Regions from separate parts of the Mus musculus genome. Here region 2 is linked to region 1. A link is a contact called in public Hi-C data. All regions are on one chromosome and are shown on one strand. The core of a region is the stretch at or near the end of the contact, and the rest is flanking DNA. Distances in the headings are between cores, read along the strand shown. Region 1 holds the start of Gm33633 (a long non-coding RNA gene). Region 2 has its middle 28 kb from the start of Gm26747.

Region 1 (6,328 bases), core at 203-2,702:
AACATAGGAAGGTTTTTGATTGCCATGATAAAACAACATAGTCAAAAGCAAACTGGAGAGGAAATGGTTTATTTCATCTTACAGCTTGTCGTCTGTCACCCAGGGAAGTCAGGGCAGAAATATAATATACAACCTGGAGTCAGGGACTGAAGCAGAGACCATGGAGGAATGTTGCTAACATGTGGCTTGTTCAGTCTGCTTTCTTATAGCACCCAGGACCACCAGCCCAGGCATGGCTCCACCCATAATGCACTGGGCTCATTTATGTCAATCACTCATTAAGCAAACGCCCTCAGACTTGTTCACAGGCTAATATCACACAGGCATCTCCTTAGCTGTGATCCCCTTTTCTCTGATAACTGTAACTTGTGTCAGGCTGGGACAAGCAGGTGACACCGGGAAGTCAGAAAAGCTGCAGGGAGACCATGTCTGGTTTTCTAAAGTCGTATAGAAAGCAGCGCATGGCCTGCAGCTCCATCTGGGGAGCAGAGCCGGGTCGGTGGTGCACTGATGGAGGAGGTCTTGGGAGGGCCTAGCCTGAGAGAGGACGCTTTGCTTCTTAGGCACAGTTCCATAGCTTCTGCCCAGAGCATGGATGTTGGCTGAATCACTTATCTGAACACTACTCACTCCTGCTTGCTGCTGGAGTCTCATTCAGGTCCTCCTCCTGTATCCGGTCTAGGGAAGTCAGGCACTGAGCCACGAGGCAGGCATCTTTTTTCCTGAGCTGCAGCTACCGGACTCAAAGGCACAAGGACCCAGAGCTTTAGTCCAGAGCTACCAGGTGCCCATTAAGCTGAAAAAAAAAATAGCCATCACAGTTACAGGTTGCCACCCTTCATGTGTCTGGCTTGCAATCGTTCGTGCGTACATGCATTCGCGTGTGTATGCATGCAAGTGTGTATAAGCTGTCAGTCTGGTTTGACCTCCAGCTAACCTCACAATCTTTGGAAATTTGCTCAGATTCTCAGAGCCTCCTCTGAAAGATAGGACCAAGGATACAAGGTACAGATGTTGATCTGCCATGACCAACTAGAGTTCTTTCTCTCCTGTCTGGTACTCAGTGAAGACTGCAGGGAGCCATGACATCATTGGAGACTGCAAGGAGCCATGACATCATTGGAACCCCAAACCTGCTCACCTGAGCTGGGAACCAGGGCACCCTGATGGCTGTTCTTCCCTGTCGCTGGAGCACTTTCTGTGATAGATTGAATTGGTTCTTTGGTGGTGAGGCTGGGAGTCACGTGCCACAGAGGGTGAGAGCACCCCAGCCTTTGTGTGCCTGCAGAGTACATATTCACACACACAAACAACCCAGGTCCAGAAGGTGACAATTCTGGGTTTGTTCAAAGGGGAGCAAGTGGCGGGCAACGTCATTAGCCAGGGCTCCATCATTCAATGCCAGGCTCTGTGCCCATCTGATAAGACGTCCAGAGGTTCAACAGCAACAGTAGGGACTGCTGCCAGGCCCCCAGTGGAGTTGGCTGAGGCCTGGGGCGGGCGGAGACGCTGCAGACAGGAGGGAGGGAGGCTAGTGCAGGGATAAACTTTCAGCAACACAGAGCCCATTCACAGCCCAGGCCTGGCTAGGGTGCCCCAGGGGTGCACTTTGTCCTCTGTGAACCACTGCGAAGGTGATGGAGTCGTCATTCTCGTGAATGGTCTTGGCTTTCTGTCTCTGAGTTGCATGGAGAGAGAGGCAGGGCTTGGGGCTGACGGGACACAGACCCGGAGGGAGGCAAGGTGGCTTCCGGGAGGCTGGGACTCCCCAGCTGCCTTTCTTGACTGATGTATCCAGGCTTTCCCAATTGGGTGGAGAGAGACTCACTCCACTCAGGAAATAAATAAAAAATTAATTATTTTGATATGCATGATTGGTTTGCTTGCATGCATGGTCTGTGCGGCGTTGCATACCTGCAGTGGCTGAGTTGGAGCCCTTGGGATTGGAGTTACTGGTGGTTGTGAGCTGCCACGTGGGTGTTGGGAACCAAACCTAAGACCCCTGGAAGAGCAGCCAGTTCTCTTAACCGCTGAGCCATCTCCCCAGCCCTGAAACCCAATTCTTGTTGTTTCCATCTCTATACTTCATCTTAAACAAGCTTTTTGAGGTTTATAAAGACTGAGGCGGATGTCTAGAAAGTTCTTGCATGTAAAAGTTAGGCCTGGGTTCTTCCTCCCAGCTCCATGCTTCCAGAAATGATTGAAATTCAAGCTATATTCACAAGTACCTTGGTCATATAGCCAGGCTCTTCTCTGACTCACTCTAGTGTAAAATACCCCATTTATTTTAACCTACATTCTGCCATGTGGCTGGTTACCTGTGCTCAGGTACCATGCGTCTGATTCCTCACATCTTCCTGGGAAAATCTCCCTGCCTGGCTCTATCCCAGAATCCTTCCTGCTTCTTGGATGTCCCACCTTCTATTTCCTGCCATAGGCTTTTTAATTGACAGGTGATGCATTCAAGATATTCTCTCTACACTTCTATGCTCTGCCTCCAGTTTCCTCTGTTAAATTTTACATCAGGAAAGGACAGCCAGAGACAGCTGGTTGTCCTGTCTCCCGGGGCTGTGCTGGGTTGACCCTCTTCAGAGCTGACTTCTTTGGTCTTTGTAGAGGGCGCTTGCACTGGTTCCTTCTGTGGCTTTCCTTAGGGCTAGGCAGGATGGGGGTTCAGGGCAGGATGACCCCAGGGGAAGTGCCGAGACCCCACCGTCACTTCCTTTGCCTCATTTTCACCCAATGCTGACATTGACTATGATTCCCTGACCATGCCTGGATCTGTTAGGTTTTGGTGTCATAAACAGACCACAGACCAAGGAAGTTATTCCACCTGAGTCCAGCCTGGCAACCTGACCAGGTGACTCCAGGCAGCTGCTCCCTGAAAAGCCACCCCCAGCATCTGTGACAATTCATTCACACACACTGCCTTCCTGAAGTGCCCTGCCAGCTTGTGAGCAGCTTCCCTGCAGAGATCTCTCTGCCGGGAGATTGTTACTGCATGGGGAACCTTCGGGAGGGGCTTTGGGTCATAACTCTCTGGGCCTCCCGAGTCCTGTAATTTTCCTGGGCTCCCGAGTTTCTGCTCCCAAGTCTGTGAGCCTCTCTCCCACCTCCAGGAGGAAATGCTTCCCTTCAGAGGGACATCTATAAGACAGGGCTTGCCACTGTGAAGCCGCGACCTTCCCAGTCTTCAAACACTGCTCTGGAGGAGACAGTACCTGCGCAGCAGGGCAGTGGTTCATGACTCTAACTTCACACCACGCCCTTTCCCCTCTGGTCCTGTGTCAGGATTCAGCGAACCATTTCTGCCGAAGTCCAACCGCAATAGGTCTGGCTTCATGAGCCACCTGGGGCCGGGACCAGTTCCTTACCCTTTGCTGTTAGTGCCTAGAAACGGTCATAGGTGATGAGCAAGCTCATGGATACAGCCGTGTTTAAATAAATAGTAATACTTATTTCCAAAGGCAATCTGGCCAGGCGGGTAGCCCAGTCAATAAGGTGCTTGCTTATAATACTTATAAGCATGAGACTCTGAGTTCAAGCCCAGCACCTGTTTATAAAAACCAAACATGGTTGTGTGTGCTTGAAATCCCATTGTTTGGGAGGGAGGCAGAGGTAGGGGGATCTCTGCTGATCAGCCGATGTAGCCAGTCAGTGGATCCAGGCCAATGAGAGACCCTGTCTCAAACAATAAGATGTGAAGACGACACTGATGTTGATACTTAGACTACACACACACTCACACACACACACACACACACACACACATACACACACATACACACACATACACACACACACATACACACACATACACATACACACACATACACACACATATACACACACATACACACACATACACACATACACATACACACACATACACGCACACATACACACACACACATTCTACACAGGTGTGCATACGCACATGAGCAGGCATGTGTGCATGTACAATTGCACACACACAATTGCATACACACATGCACAATTGCATACCCATGTGCACACATAGCTGGAGGCTGGGCCTGCAGGCATGACATAGCACTGAATAACTGACTGCTGCAGCTCTCTGTATTTGTGGGTGCGCCTATGGAACCCCACTGCCAGGTGTTCAGCTCAGTTCAGAGTCTCCTGCAGCTCAGACTTTCTTGACCATGAGATCAGTTATCCTTTAGGAAAAATCCCCCAGGGGACCGTGGCCTCAGGATCTATGCCTGTCATGGTCTTTCATCTGAGCTCTGAGCATGGACATTCGGCTCCATATGGGACTCAGAGATGGGTCTGGGGACGCTCGTGTGGAAGGAGGTGTCAGGTCACAGCCCCCTGAGGCTCCTTCCTGTCCCCGAGCTGACACTGAAGAGGTCACGTTTGGTTGCGTGGGCTCTGAAGAGCAGTCATGCACCCGCCCAGCCTCAGCTCTCAGGATGACATTGGTCTTCTGCAGCTGTAAAGTGGGGAGCACATAAACTGAAAACCATAGAGAGAAGAGTGTAAGAATGGGGGAAAGACAGATAGGAAGTGCACAGGTTGGCCCCTAGGACCTCATGCCTGCTGCCTACAAGTCGGGTGGGGGTGGTCATGAGGAAGGGACAGACCAATCTCGTTGTCTAATAGGAACCCATGAGGATGTTGGAACCTGTAAGGAGGCTGGGAGCAGTCAGTCTTCCTTTACCCCAAATATTTACCAACTGACCCTAAACAGTATTCTGATTAAGCTTAGGGGAAAAGACCAACAACTTAGCATGACACAAGAAACTGGCTGAGGGTGAACGAGGCCGTTGGACACTGAAGTCTGGCCTCGGGAGGGCATGAATACCGTCTCTGAATTCACAGAGCTGGCCTTGAACCCAGTCGGGGTTTGGTGGCGTCTCCACTGACTCCCCGCTTTCTTCCCTCTCCCTCCTCCTCTCTGCCTCAGGAAAGCCGTGCACGGGATAAACACAGATGTCCTTTGCACTGTAAGTCAACTTACCATGCACATGACATCAACTAAATGCCTCTGGGTAATGGAGCAGCCTGGGGTTTTGGTTGCAACTGTGAGTGACAGGGGCCACCAGGGATGGAGTTGGGAGAGGCTGCCATCTTCAGGGTTCTGTGTGTAGAGAGAGCCTGGAAATGGACAACCAAGCTCTCCGGTGGACAGCCACCTCCAGTCACACAATGGTGGCCAGGTTTTCTTGTTCTCCCCACTTTAGTACTCTGGGGACAGAAGTACAGAAGGCTGGGACAGGGTGCGGCTTCTGAGGGCTCAACTTGTGTTTCTAAGATGGCCACCTCTTGCTTCTCTCCTGCGTTACCTTTTTCATGGGGAAGCTGGCCCCACCCCTTCTTGCATTCTCACCCCACACTGTGACATAAGCAAGCAGTGTGACAGCTGAGGTCAGCTGTCGAGTGACCAAGTGTCAACCGGGAATTCTTGGGATGTTTGTATCTGGAAGGTGGCTATTGTGCTTCCAGGAAGCGCAGAAATCACTCAGAAAGGCCACATCTTGGTGTCCTAACCTCAGAACTGTCTGAGGTGTTGATATCAACCATATACCCAGGCTCTGGTGCCAAAGACTCCTAATCTGCCATGAGTGACAGTGACCTTGATCACATGGCACTGCAATGGGTGTCAGGTATTTTCTCATGAATGTTCAGTGCTCAGGGTTCATAGGGAGGAACCTGGGCTGTACCACACCCTCAACAAACTGGGTCCTGTTCCAAGGAGCAGAGGGCATGGCCCACAGCCCCACATTCTAAATGGGGAGGCTACCATTTGTCCTACCCACCAGGGACTTCTAAGGTCAATATTGGGGTATCCAGGGTTTAGAAAGATGGGGTGCTTTGAAAAGGGTGGCAGTTTTTGCCTGGGAGTTCATTCAGCCAAGGCGTGGGTACCAGGCCCTGGGACAGACAGCAGGACACAGTGCTTTCCAGTCTTCTTAACAAACTGAGTTCGTGGCTACAGTTGCCTGCCTCTGGAGCTGGTGGGGTGAGAAGGGCAGTCACGGCTCGGCATCTGAATGAAGACGTGGGATTTAACCTGAGGGGATGGGTGAACTGGGCCAGGGAGGAAGTGCGGAATTCTTTGGTGTACGCTTGTTTGAGTGTGGCTGTGCTCACCCAACCACCTGCTTCTGGAGGCCAGAGATTGATGTCGGTGATCTCCATTAGTCTCCGGTGTTCTCCATGAGTCAGGCTCTCTCTCTCTCTCTGTCTCTCTGTCTGTCTCTCTCTCTGTCTCTCTGTCTGTCTCTCTCTCATTTCTGCTTCTAGCTCTAAAGCTATGGAAGCCAGATGGTGATGTGGCTTTCTGTGGGTCCACGGGATTAGAACT
Region 2 (6,605 bases), core at 2,732-5,231, 230 kb after region 1:
CGTTTCTACGGGGATGAAGGATGCCCTACCTGATAGACAGGCATTGGGGAGGAGCTTGGCTGGCGGCACACTCATTATTCAGTGCGTCTGATGCCCAGGTACATACAAAGCATGAATCTAGAAGGTGAGCTAAGCAACCGCACAGTTCGTGCGTGGTACCTGTTAACACTGCCACCTTTGCTCCGAATGCTCAAGGTGACCTCATGAGAGGGCTCTGAGGACTCCTCCCACATTATAGACTGAGACCATGCCGCACAGCCTAAAGAAGAAGTCTACCTACGGGCAGATTGCCGGTACCCAAGAGTCAGTGCTTGGAGAGGGAGGAATCAGTATGGTAACCAGGACCCTTGGCGCTATCTGTGGGCCAGGTACCAGTCTCACCGCAGCCGTGGATAGCTAGAGATGGCCTCTCCCCGGAGGAGAAAGCCGTGGTGTAGGAGAGGCTGAGAATCTTGCCCATGAATCTGTGATTCTCGGAGAATCACATTGTCAGCCTACCACGTCTGGGACCCACGTCGTCGGGACCCACGCCTGCCAAACATGCCTCCTGCCCTAAAGGTTCTTCCACCTTCCAAAACTATGCCGGCTGTGGACTGAGTATTCCAACACAGGGGTGTACATGGGTCTCTTTCTTGAGTGTCCTCAGAGCTCAAAAAAGCAGCTCTTACCCGAGAAGTTCAAGGTCTACAAGGGTGGGAGTGGGTGACAGGGCTGGGGCATGATCCAGAAGCCCTGGATGCCACAGACACACCCTTCCAAAAAGTCTCATCTGCTGAGACACCCTCAGTTTCCTCAGCACCGTGGCATCCGCAGCGGGGGAGCAGGGTGTGCCCAGGCTCTGCAGGATAAACCCCACCCGGAAGTTTAGCATGGCCATGGTGCTCAAACAACCCAGCAGCCATGGTTTCCCTGTGTATGGAGTGACTCAAGAGAAGCCACTCATCTGATGCGGAGCAGTGGACCACGGTGCTGATGCCTGTGCATCTCTAATCTGTAAACATCTCCCTCAGTTTCATTCCTAGTGGGGCAAAGACTGAAGTATTCAAAGCACTGAGAGCCCAACATCTCATCGGAAGCACTGTCTCGTCTGAGGTGGTGGCGTTTCCTCATCGTCCAACCAGAGAGGGCCGAATGACCCTCAAGTCTGTCCCACAGGCTCCGGGCCCTGCTGGCTGCCCACAAGCTACTCCCTGTGTGTGTCTCCTGATCCTGGTTTATATGTTTTACATTGTTGCGACCAAATATCCAACAGAAGCACTGTATAGGAGACTCAGGCCCATGGGTCAGAGGGAGCAGTCCGTCAGGGCAGGAGAGGGTGGAGGGGCTTGGCCAATGGTTGTGGAGCCCTCTAACATAGCAGACAGGAAGTAGAGACCCCAGGAAAGAAGCAGGGTGGGGTTATGGCCCTCAAAGACCCACCTGCAGTGGCCCACCTCTGCCAGGCATGCCTCTGGCCCTAAAGGTTCTGTTATTTCCCAAAATGGTACCAACCAGCAGAGGCCCGGGTATTCGAACACAGGAGCCTGTGGAGGACTGATGACATACAGAGCTCATCAGGGGTAGCTTTCACCTGTTGACTTCCCACTACACTGGCTCCCACCCTAACCACACTGCCCCCATTGTGACCCACAGCCAGCCTTCCATGCCTTGCTATCCCTTCAGCTTCAAAGCCCTGACCCTCCTCCCAGACCCAGGAATGCAAGGATGGAGTAAGCAGGGAACCTGGGCTACACTGCCTGAGGCTCTAGCTGGCTCTGCAGTGTATCCCAGGCCACACCCCACCACACACACACACACACACACACACACACACACACACACACACACACACACTGGACAAAGCTCCCAGAGGACAGTCGACGCCGGCACCTGCGCAGGTCTCAGCCCCTGTGTCCCAGTGGGTTCGAGGCTCACAGGAAAGCAGGCTGTGGGGCGACTGTCTCCCTGGAGGTCTTCGGCATTGGAGCTGTTTTTTGTAGCTTCCTGTTGGCCTTCATCTCTGTGAGTGGGGGTATATCTCCAGAAGTCCTCAGACTTCTGTATCTGGGTTTGGGGGGTCTAAGACCCCACATGCCTAACTTGGGGTGGTGGTAGCCACTCAGGTGAGAGAACACACCTCCCTGGTCTCTAGCACCTTAGGGACATTTGTTTAGCGATTGCTTGACTCCCTCCTCCTACAAGCCATAGAAAAGCAGGACCCAGCAAGTCTGAGAAACGCCCCGGGAACACCCAGCTAGGTGGCATCTGAGAGGTGGGGCAGATAGTTCTTCAGTGCTTCTTCCAGAGATCAGGGGCCATAGCAAGACCTTTACTGGGTGCGCCCTGCCAACCAGGCCCTTTTGACCCAAGTGCAAAGCTCTAGAAAGCAAAATGTAAACTGAAGTTTATGCAGAAGAAAACAGCCAAAGGGCTAAACATGCAAGAAACTCACTAAACAAGAAACGGAACCCAACATGAACCCAAAGCCACTCTCTCTGGCACCTTCGCTCCCTACACAGCCTGGCTCTGCTTCCAAGTTCATCCACTCAGCTGGTCACCCCATAAAATGCTACCTAGTGAAGCCTGTTAAGAACGTGTGGGCTAGGGGGTGGGGGTCTAGCTCAGCCGATAGGGTGCTTGTCTACCATGCAGGAACCCCTAGGTTCCATCCCCTGGTATCTGCCATCCCCACCCTCAGGAAGTAGAAACAGGAAGATCAGAACTTCAAGGTCATCCTCAGCTACATCGAGAGTTCAAGGCTAGCCTGGGCTACATGAGATTCTTTCTCAAAAAGGGAAGTTTAAAAAGTATTTTAAAAGTACTGTCCTGAACCCAAGCTACCAGTTCTCCCTGGCTTAGCCCTCAGGGCGTGTTAAGTTTCTTTAAGTGTCCAGAGAGGTTATTGGCATTGTTCTCCATCTTGACTCATTGGGAGACGCCACCAGGTGAGTTTGGAACGACCACTGGTTTGCCTTCAGTGTGGTGGAGTTTGCAGAGTGGCTGCAAGCATGGCTGGGGGGTTCCAGAAAGCCTGGGGCGTTTATGCACCACAGGCCTGGGCTCCAGTTAAGGGAGAGTCGGCTACCAATGTTGTACAAACACGAAAGCGAGGTCCAGGACACCGAGTGGGCAAGGGGATGAAGGGAGAGCATCATACAGAACAGCAGCAGGGAGATGGGTGAGATGCAGGAAGCCTTCCTCCACACTGTGGAACCACTGCCCCTACCGGCCAAGTTATATCCCCAGACAGAGCCACGGCGGCAGGAGAGATCTGAACTACCCTGCTCCTGAAGGGCATGCAGCTAGCTGGGAAGGGCTTTGCCTCCCAAGGCTCACTCTCCTGAAGTGCAGAAGAGTTTGCACAAGAGCCTGGCGGGTTTGATCTGTGAAGCTCGTTTGCACAAAGGAACGTGGAGACTTCCTCCTCACACCCAGTTCAGACGTGTTAGCTGATCCCTAAATGTCAATCCAGGGTTTCCTGTCTCCTTCCAAAAGAACCACACGATGGTAGGCAGGGATATGCAGAGGGGCAAGGTGAGACTCCTGGGATCCTTCAGGACCAACTTCCCCTGAAGCAACAGAGGTGGGGGTCCTGGGGTGAAGGCTGCATACCTCCAGAGTCTCCTGGTCTGAGGGTCTGCGTTTCTTTTTACCTTTTAACTAAAACACGGCACCAAAGATGGGCCCTGATTGCCTTCAGCTGTCAGGGAGGACCAGAGAGCATCTCCCCACCTTTATGCCTAGAGATCAATCATGCCTTTCTCGGAAAACAAAAATTGAGAAGTTTACAAACATAAGATGCAGTCTCTGAACCAGCACGCTATTGCTGACGCTATTGGTGACAGATGCAGCTGATGCCTGCCAGCGACTCGGGCCTCCCAAGATGCTTAGTCACTCCCACATGTAGAGGGGGAACTGAGTCTGCATTCTCCCCTTCACCGGGAGGAAAAAAAAATCTCCAAAGGGGTGGGGTGGCCGCACCAACCGTGAAAACCCACCAACTTGCCAGGCAAAGGGAAGTGGCCAGGCACAGCCGGGCAGGCTGGGGAGTTCTCTATTTAACACTCCCCCCCCCCCTACTCCCCTCCAGCCAGGAGTTCTGCACATCAACCCTGAAAGTCCTGCTTTGCTTGGTCCCTGAAAGCTAAAATATTTTCAATTAAATGAGAAAATGTTTGCTGCTGAATGGCCTATTACAGCTGTCACCATCCTGATTTCTAGAAATAAACAAGACTTCGAGAAGGCCGGCCTGGGCAGAAATGCAAGTTAACACTAATTGGTGGGTAATTAAATTATCCCCTAAGCCAACGTGCCAGGTGACCGGCTCTTTCTGTGCGTCAGCCCTCGCTCTGATAACAGCTCCTCCGTGCGACAGCGGAAATGTGAATGGCTCTTGCCAGAGCTGCCCCCTTTTATTCTCTAGAGCTTTCTACATATCAAATAGCTAAGAAGCCAACACACACGGGGGTTGGTTCACATTTTCTCCGGATCATCTTACAGAAGCTTGCTCCATACAAACAGGGCCCAACACACAAAGTTTATTTTCTAATGTGTTAGTATCTTGCACAAGAAAAATAGCGCTAAGTTACAGGAAGATTTATTTACATGGTAACTGTTCGCTGGTGTCTGCCGCTCAACTCAGAATGACTTTCTCCCAAAGGGCAGAATCTTTAAACCAGAACAGAATTTATTTAAACAGCTGGTGGTTTCTTTCTTTCTTTCTTTCTTTCTTTCTTTCTTTCTTTCTTTCTTTCTTTCTTTCTTTCTTTTCTTCTTTCTTTTTTTTTTGCACAATCATTTTATTAATACATGAACCCTTGCTGTGAACGGAAGGTAACTAACTCGTACAATTTGTAAACACATACAAGCATAAAAGCTGGTGTGTCAATCAATTAAAACTTCAAGAAACGATATGAGATTAATTGCTACCAGACCAGATGAAGTCACGCTTCTCCCTCCGCCGTTCTGTCTTTACCGTCGAGTGTGGAGCCCAGAGAAGCCTCCTCTCGCTCATCCCCAAGAAGAAAGAGCCCCATTCTCAGAGAAGGAAATAAATCTTTTTGCTGCTTTTGTGGAATCCCAGATTGTCTGAGATATTTTGCCGACACTCAGGCTGCCTTCTAGATTAGAAACAGCTCAGCTAATGGTTGCCTAAAAGAAATTAATGAGCCATGCTGTCCATCAAGGTCATCTGAAAATGTCTGTAGATTAAACACTCAGTGCGACAAATCACGGGACCACATTCTTAGGGAGACGGGTAGAAAAATGTTCACTTGAGGAAGAAGGTGAAAAATTCTTCCTGACCAGGAGACAGTGACAGGAGAGAGCTAAAGCCAAGAGCAGCCAGTGTCTGACAGGTGCCAATGGGAAGACACAGGGAGTAGCTCCGGCCCAGACTCTCCCCGCCATCCTCCGAGACTAGGTGCCCATCGTGACTGACACCTGTCAATTCAACTCTGCGGGCACTCGGTCTCCGTGGTGACCATGAGGGCAGAGAGTGTGTGGTCAGGCACCTTAATTCTGAGATATTAAGTGTCTCCTAAGTGCCCCACACCTCTCTCTCTCTACCCCCTAGGTCCTTTCCTAAGGATCGGACATTTGGTGACAGACATTTGGCCTAACTACTTTAAATAGTCTTTGATAGGTGGCACCTTGCAGAGGCCTCATAGAGGAGTCTCCTCTTTCCGTGGAAGTTCGCAGAGATGGGCTTGTGGCAGACCTCACTGTCCTGCCCTCCCCACCCCCACTCCACCCTCCTATCTCTAGAAGTCACAGCACCATCTACTGGGCAGCAGCCAGACGTCCCCAAGAAGGTTGCTTTCTGTTCAAGGGTCCAGAGTGAAGAAAGGAATATGGATTGGTGGGAATCACAGAGAAACGGTCGCCTGCCTCTCTGTATTGGCACGCTGATCTATCCCCCGTCGACCTACCTTTAATATATATATATATATGCTTTTTTTTTTTATCATTTAAGAGTTTTGTGTTAACAGAGAATTTCTGAGGTAAAAGTTATCTTCCCTTCCATTTACCCCTCTGTATACCTCCTGAGGTTACGGGTGTGAGACACTCACATACACACAAGCACACCAAACACACACATATTCAATGCACACATGCAGTCTCTCCCACGCACATGTGCACACACACATGCACACATACATATGCACATGCACAAATACACAATACACACACTTCCGATTTAGGTAAAGTGCTTTAAAAACAAATATTTGGGGTGTGTGTGTGTGTGTGTGTGTGTGTGAGCGTACACACATGCACGCATGTATGAATGTGTGCCCGTGGAGGTAGAGGCACTGGATCACCTGAAACTGGAGCTACAGAGAGTATGAGCCACCCTATGTGAATGCTGGGAACCGGCTTGGGTCCCCTGGAAGAGCAGCAAGCACTCTTTAAGGCTCGGCTGTCTCCCCAAGTCCCCAGTGGAGTTCTCTAATCCTTCCTGGACCCCACGGGTTTCCAGAACACAAAGCACAAGACAGGAGTAACCCAAATATTATTCCAATTTTTTTCCAGGCACTTAAGCAAAATAACTTTCTCTCTTTTTTTCTTACATTTATGTAGCTTTTGTTATAAATACAATCACAGTCCAAGCCCACATCTGCCTAGTG

What was found. A called contact is a pair of places that touch in the nucleus more often than the background predicts.
Region 2: a Hi-C map of the N1E-115 cell line shows a contact between it and region 1, with 13 times the contacts expected there. The contact joins two enhancer-like sites. A contact is called at or near these places in 2 of 484 Hi-C or Micro-C datasets (the N1E-115 cell line and embryonic fibroblasts), 4 of 115 datasets of contacts at active chromatin or transcription factors (cardiomyocytes, craniofacial prominence, embryonic basal ganglia and 1 more) and 1 of 9 other capture datasets (embryonic tail).

What each region holds. Positions count from the first base shown.
Region 1 is chr8:121,162,854-121,169,181 of GRCm38.p6, forward strand. It overlaps Gm33633 (a long non-coding RNA gene), which reads right to left and starts at 5,331. Exons shown (of 2, transcript XR_388119.3): 1 at 4,982-5,331; 2 at 4,063-4,476. Within about 2 kb of position 1,453, at least 11 of the 459 cell types and tissues checked have an H3K27ac peak or open chromatin away from gene starts, as enhancers often do. A contact at or near this core is called in the N1E-115 cell line, where this site is marked.
Region 2 is chr8:121,387,575-121,394,179 of GRCm38.p6, forward strand. No RefSeq gene overlaps it. Among named protein-coding and RNA genes, the nearest start is that of Gm26747, 28 kb to the right of the region's middle. Within about 2 kb of position 3,982, at least 45 of the 459 cell types and tissues checked have an H3K27ac peak or open chromatin away from gene starts, as enhancers often do. A contact at or near this core is called in the N1E-115 cell line, where this site is marked.